Linked DNA regions of Danio rerio: region 1 is linked to region 2. The links are chromatin contacts, called in public HiChIP or PLAC-seq maps. All regions are on one chromosome and are shown on one strand. Each heading gives the region's core, a stretch centred on a gene start, on an enhancer-like site or on the middle of the called end of the contact. The rest is flanking DNA. Distances are from core to core; before and after follow the strand shown.

Evidence for each region. HiChIP or PLAC-seq counts read pairs in DNA pulled down with a chosen protein or histone mark.
Region 1: an H3K4me3 HiChIP or PLAC-seq map of embryo shows a contact between it and region 2, with 4 times the contacts expected there. The contact joins the promoter of rpa2 here to the promoter of lin28aa in region 2. A contact is called at or near these places in 2 of 4 datasets of contacts at active chromatin or transcription factors (embryo and gastrula embryo).

Annotation. Positions count from the first base shown.
Region 1 is chr16:4,972,202-4,975,406 of GRCz12tu, reverse strand. rpa2 (replication protein A2) reads left to right here and starts at 1,275. Exons shown (of 9, transcript NM_131711.2): 1 at 1,275-1,421; 2 at 1,645-1,736. The coding sequence starts at 1,409. ube3d (ubiquitin protein ligase E3D) reads right to left here and starts at 971. Exons shown (of 10, transcript NM_001326410.1): 1 at 742-971. The coding sequence starts at 818.
Region 2 is chr16:4,864,158-4,867,352 of GRCz12tu, reverse strand. lin28aa (lin-28 homolog Aa) reads right to left here and starts at 1,459. Exons shown (of 4, transcript XM_017351455.4): 1 at 1,307-1,459. The coding sequence starts at 1,316.

The DNA.
Region 1 (3,205 bases), core at 26-2,525, 110 kb before region 2:
TTAACACTGTCTAATTCACTGTGAACAATGTTGTACTTTCATAATCATTTGCTGCTAAAGTGCTAATATGATTTCCCTATTTAGAATTTGCAAAGAATACTTTTCTGAAATTATATTATTAAGGAGAATGTCTGAATATCTCAATTTAAACCAGCTTTACCTCTATGGAATTATGTGGAACCCTGCATATTGTACAGTGCATGAAGAGACTTAGGATGAAATGTGTTAGAAATCAATTTCTTCGATTTTAAGAGGTCTAAAGTTAACAGCAACGTTAGTCATAAAGTTATTTTTCATAAAGAAAATATCATGGCGTTAAATAAGCTGTCCAACTATCTGGTCAATACTGCCATCTAGTGTTTCATTGTGGCATTTCTAACTGTTTTATCTTATAGAGCTAGTGTAAAAAATAAAACAGTATGCAATAGTATAATATATATAATTCAGTATACTATATAAATAATTTTAAAACCTAGCTATAAACATTTAAACGACTATATTTTAGTACTCTCTAACTTAGTGTTCCCAAAGTCTGCCTCCTGAAATTGTATAACCTTTTATTCCAGTAAATAAACTCAAAATAAGCTGTAACGTTACCCTAGTACGTTAAAAGAAATCCCGTTGAATCCCTGGGTGCTAAGTGTAACTGTACATGACATAATTCACTCACATACACTGATGAAACACTGCATTGACAGTCAGTGACTATGAGAGAGCCAAAGTAGAAGAGAAAAACTTTACCGAATGAACAAAAGGCCGCTTTGCAGCTTCTGTCTGAGCTCAATAAAGAGGACATCTGTGTTCGCAGTCTCTTCCATTGGTATTTCTTTACAGAAGCTATGGATTCATCGATTCTACTCATAAATCCCACGCGACACACAAAACAACGTGACGACAAACTGTCTGCGACACCGTCATTTCATATTAAGAGTCTTCAGAATTCAGTTTGCATCTGTTCAGTGTTAACGTTACTTTTAAAAACATTTTAAAAAACGCTGTTTTCAAACATATTTGGACAGTTATTATAATTATTTTATTTTAATATATAAACAATATATGACTGGGCTTAGCCCGCTTACATGCTTTAACTATTCCAAAACATATGAGAACGAGCGTAAACGTTTTAATGTAAATTTCAGTGAAGAAAGATTACAGATTTTTTGTTGTTTTTATTTATTTTTTTATGCTTTATTTTTATTTAAAAACAATTTTAACAACATACAAGCTTCTGTGGACTTTTACAGTATACGTGTGGGACTTTCGCGGCAGATGACACACGCGCACGCGTACTGTGAGCGCGCGGACTTCGAGACGTGACGTCAAACTGTGCGCGATCAGTCGTGGCGGGAGATTTTCGAGTGTCTTGTCGGTCTGCTTCGCATTCAGAAGAAAAACATTCACGAGTGAAATGTGGAACCAAGGTACGTGCTTTAGAAATCACTTTATTTTGGCTTTAGAGCTGAGTTTACTCTGCTAGTCCGCTAATGAGAGTCAGAAAGCTCTGTTATACAGTGTCAGTGTGATGTCGGTTAGCGGTGTGTTGTCAAGGTCTGTTTTTAACGCACTCTTACGTTACTGCCAGTCGGACGGGGTTTTTAACCAATAAGTCGTTTTGATTGAAATATGGTATTCATATTTTTGCAGGTAAATACGGAGAGGCCAGTATGGCTGGGTACACACAGTCTCCTGGAGGATTCGGGTCACCAGCCGCTTCTCAAGGAGGAGACAAAAAGGGGGTCAGTATATAAATAACTTTAAACACCTATATATATATATATATATATATATATATATATATATATATATATATTGAGGTAAAGTTGGTTTTATATTCGCACATTCGTTCAGTGACAACTTGTGACATGCTCCTCATATTGTTTACCATGGTACTTTAAATATTTGGTCTGAAATCACTTGTAAACATGACTTCAAAACAACATTAACACCATTTATTTGACTGTAAACAATGCTGTACTTTGATAGTCACTAGCTGATAATATGATTTTAGCATTTAAAATTTGCATAAATACTTTGTGACGTTTTATCTTTAAGGAGAATGTGCGAATATTAAACCCACCTTACCTCAATTGTGTGGGGTTCATATTAAATTCCTCCAATACCATATTTAATTCTGTTTAAATATTTAATTGCAGTTAATACGACTTGAGTATATTTTGTTTAAACTACATATATTTGTAAATATTACCCATAGTTTTCTATAATAGCACTTTTAACTTATCCCTATATCGTGCACTTTCTAAACTGCATTTTGAAATGACAAAAAAAGTAAAAAATACAAGTTAAATGTTCACTTCAATGTTTCAGACTATTTTTGTGACAACGAAATGTTAAAAAATGTGTGAAAAAATTGTTTGGTATTAAGCTCAACAAGTTTTTGTGTAATTAAACAAAAGCAAATACCTGTTATGTACTTCCTGATTATATAGTTAAAAGAGTAATTTAATAAACTAAATTTGGTTATAATTTAACTTTTTGTTAACAAATGGGTAAAGTGAAATGTTTTGCAGAACAGTTAATAAATATTAAGATTTCAAATGACAGGTATAAAATTTAGAGTTTGAGACTAAACTAAATTTAGTGGCCATCTTATGTAACTTGAAGTAAATTGAAATAAAATATTTATTAGTTGTTATTTTTGTTTATTATTATATTTCTTTGCTTAAAATAAAAGCGACACATCGTAAAAAAAGTTAAAACAGACAATAGATTTGCTCAAACTATTTTTTATTATCATTTAATGCACTTTTTAATACAATACAAGCCTAAACGTTGAGTTTAAGCTATTAAGCTAAACATTTAAGCTATTTTCTGTTATTTAAAAAATAAATAAAATATAAAAGATTTAGAAATTCTTTTATGAAGTATTTAATTTTCATTGCCAAAATTGTCTTTGTCTTTCATCTCAATGTTTAGGTCTGTTTTTGCTTGTGTAAATACTGAATAATATTTAATAAGGTATATAAATCATATCTTTTATAGAAGGTTTTTTCAGTATATTTCAATAATTTTCAAGTCGCTGTTTAAATTTAGGCAAACAAACTTATAACTTTAATGCAGTATTGATATGTTTGGGGACAATTCTGTTTGTGTAAAAATAATACGACTTTCACTATTTTGGCCTAATACATCTTTTGTGTAGCTGTTAGAATGACCGTAGAGAGAGTAGTATTGTTATTTTAACAGT
Region 2 (3,195 bases), core at 210-2,709:
GACTTCCTATGTCAAATTATGTTTTGAGATTTTAATGCAAATGTCACATCAATAACGCTGAAATTGCTCATCTATCTATCTATCTATCTATCTATCTATCTATCTATCTATCTATCTATCTATCTATCTATCTATCTATCTATCTATCTATCTATCTATATATATATATATATATATATATATATATATATATGTATATGTATGTATGTATGTATGTATATATGTATGTATTAATACACATTTATTGAGCTATAGAATTATTTACACCAAGACCAGATCATGTTGTCCTCTGAGGTGCACAAAGCTGGAAATAAACAATAGGCCTATATCAATGGCATCAATAAAAAAAATCAATAATTTGAGAATATTCATTAGGCTATCCACATAATCCGACACACTGCTTCAACTGGCGCTTCTTTCCAAGATGATGGAGCCTTTCTACAAATGTCTGATCATTAAACCCGACAAAAGCACACACTTGTGTGAAACTGAAGTCATGGTAAAATCCTGTTGGGGTAAAGTTGGTTATATTCGCATATTCTGACTTCTCCATACTGTAACTTACAAAAAGAATTTGCTATTGTAAATAGAGAAATTATATTAGCAGCCAATGACTATCAAAGTACAACATTGTACACTGTGAATTAAATAGCGTTAATGTTGTTTTGAAGTCATACTTGCATGCGATTACGAACCGAATATTCAAAGTACCATGGTTAAAGGGAGTGGAAACCAACTTTACCTCAATTAAAAATCCTTCCCTTCTGTGACTATTCAACGCGGTCCTAAAGTCTCATTTAAAACTCCGTCTTCATTGAGAAAACCATATTAAAACTAAGAGCATGCTCCGATATGCCCTCACTCACTTTACACGAGGAAGTGGGGGGTCAGAGAGAGAGAAAACCTGAAAGACAATGAATGAATGGACCCCAGCCCCCGCGTCTCCTGAAAACCAGCAACACCTTACTGAGGTGAAGTTACTTTTATATTTGCACATTCATTCAGTGGCAACTTGTAACATTCCCCCTCTATTGTTTACCATGGTACTTTGAATATTTGGTCTGAAATCACAAGCAAGACTTCAAAACAACCTTAGCGCTGTTTAATTGACTATACGCAGTGTTTGATAGTCATTGGCTGATAATATAACTTCTCTATTTAGATTTTGGAAATTATATTATTAAGGAGAAAGTATAAATGCGTGAAAACAAAACCAACTTTACCTCAGTCAACACCTTGATGTAGCTACCTTCACACTGAGGGCCAGATTTTCCCACAAAAAAACAAAAACAAACATCTGACATACCCTCTGCCATGGGTTTCCTCAATTCTGGCCTCCTCTATGCTTAACTCCCGGGGTTCAGTTCTGGATGTTTGCGTTAAAACTCGGACCTCCAGGTGGTCTCTCGGTGGTTTGGTGACCCTGTACTGATGCTTCTCGCTGGCCGACCCCCTCTCTGCCTGTTTCGGTCAAGTCCACGTGATTCCCAATCACTTACTCTCCAGGATGACCAACACATTCCTCAATGGATGCCCCCCTCAGTGCAAAAGCAGACCAATCACACATGGAGAGCGCGAAGCTGACGCCCGGCCCCCAAAACCCATTAAAATGTTGATGTTCGCGTGTCCAGGGATGACAATTAAAGAAATAACGGTAACACTTTACAATAACAGTACATGAATAATGATGTATTCATATGTAAACTAAAATTACTTTATTATGAATTAATGATGAGTTAAGGTATGCACTAATCATGAATTAACTTTAAGTACAACATGAGTCACATGAGTTCATGTGTAAATAACGACTAACTTAATTACTTGTTAGTACATGTTGTTAATTAATGTATTAATTAACATTTAAGTTTAGGCTAAATGTAACCAAAATGAACTCATGAGCTGTTAATGTATAGTTATGTCATGACTTTACTTGGAGGGGCACATCACTATTAAATCATCCTTAACTACTTATGAACTCCTCTTTATGTTGATGTTGACAGAACACTTTTCTATTGTTATTCAGTGTAAACTCACTAGTTGGACGTGCATAAGGAGTTCATGAGTAGTTAAGAATCGGTTAATGATGATGTGCCCCTCCAAGTAAAGTCACACCATAATTATACATTAACATATCATGAGTTCATTATGGTTAAATTAAGCATAAACTAATGTGGTAATTAAAACATTAATTAACAAACAATCATGAACTAAAAAGTAATTAAGGTAGCCATTATTCACACATGAACTCATGTGAATCATGTTGTAGTTAAAGTTAATTCATAATTAGTGCATACCTTAACTCATCGTTAATTCATAATAAAGTAATGTTTAGTTTATATATTAATACATCATTATTCATGTACTGTTATTGTAAAGTGTTACCGAAATAACTGTCTCTGATGGAATCATAATGCATGCATCATTTAATTAATTAGCATCGCAATAGTTTAATTTAATGGTTTCAGTTAACATAAAAGAGGGAGCAAACCCACATGAAATACTATAGTAACTTAAACTAAACAGTGTTGCATCATTTAATTAAGATTATGTAATTATATATCCTAAGATTTTGATTGTCTGGTATTCCCTTAATTGTTTCAGATTACATGTTCAAAAAGATAGCAAATTGAATCACATAAAAATATTATAGTAATTAGTAGTAAATACTACAGTTTTAAATCATTTACTGAAGATTAAATAAATGATGAAAGTCTACTGAACAAATCATAAGTGTTTGACTATTTTTCCTATAAATGTAATAGTTTCAGTCGACAGGTTCAAAAAGAGAGATTATTGAAAAAATACTAATTAAGTGAATACTATAGTGTAAATAGTGAGCATTAATATAATGAAGATGATATATTAACTGTAGCCTACTGAACATTATTGTTTGATTGACTCTTTTATCCCTAAATTTAATAGTTTCTGTTCACTTGTTCAAAAAGAGAGCAAATCCGCATGTAAAAATAGATTATACTACTAGTGTATTAGTGTTGCATGATTTAATTAAGATGATATAATTGATTAAATCTTATATCCTTATAAGATAAGGCTTTTGACAATACATCAGGGGTTTAAACCCCTCACAACACCACTGACTACAGTGTTGCATCAGTTAATTTTGATGATATATACATGCCTTTATAAAATATGCAAAGTGTTTGATTGACTCTTTATCCCTAAATTGTTTTGGTA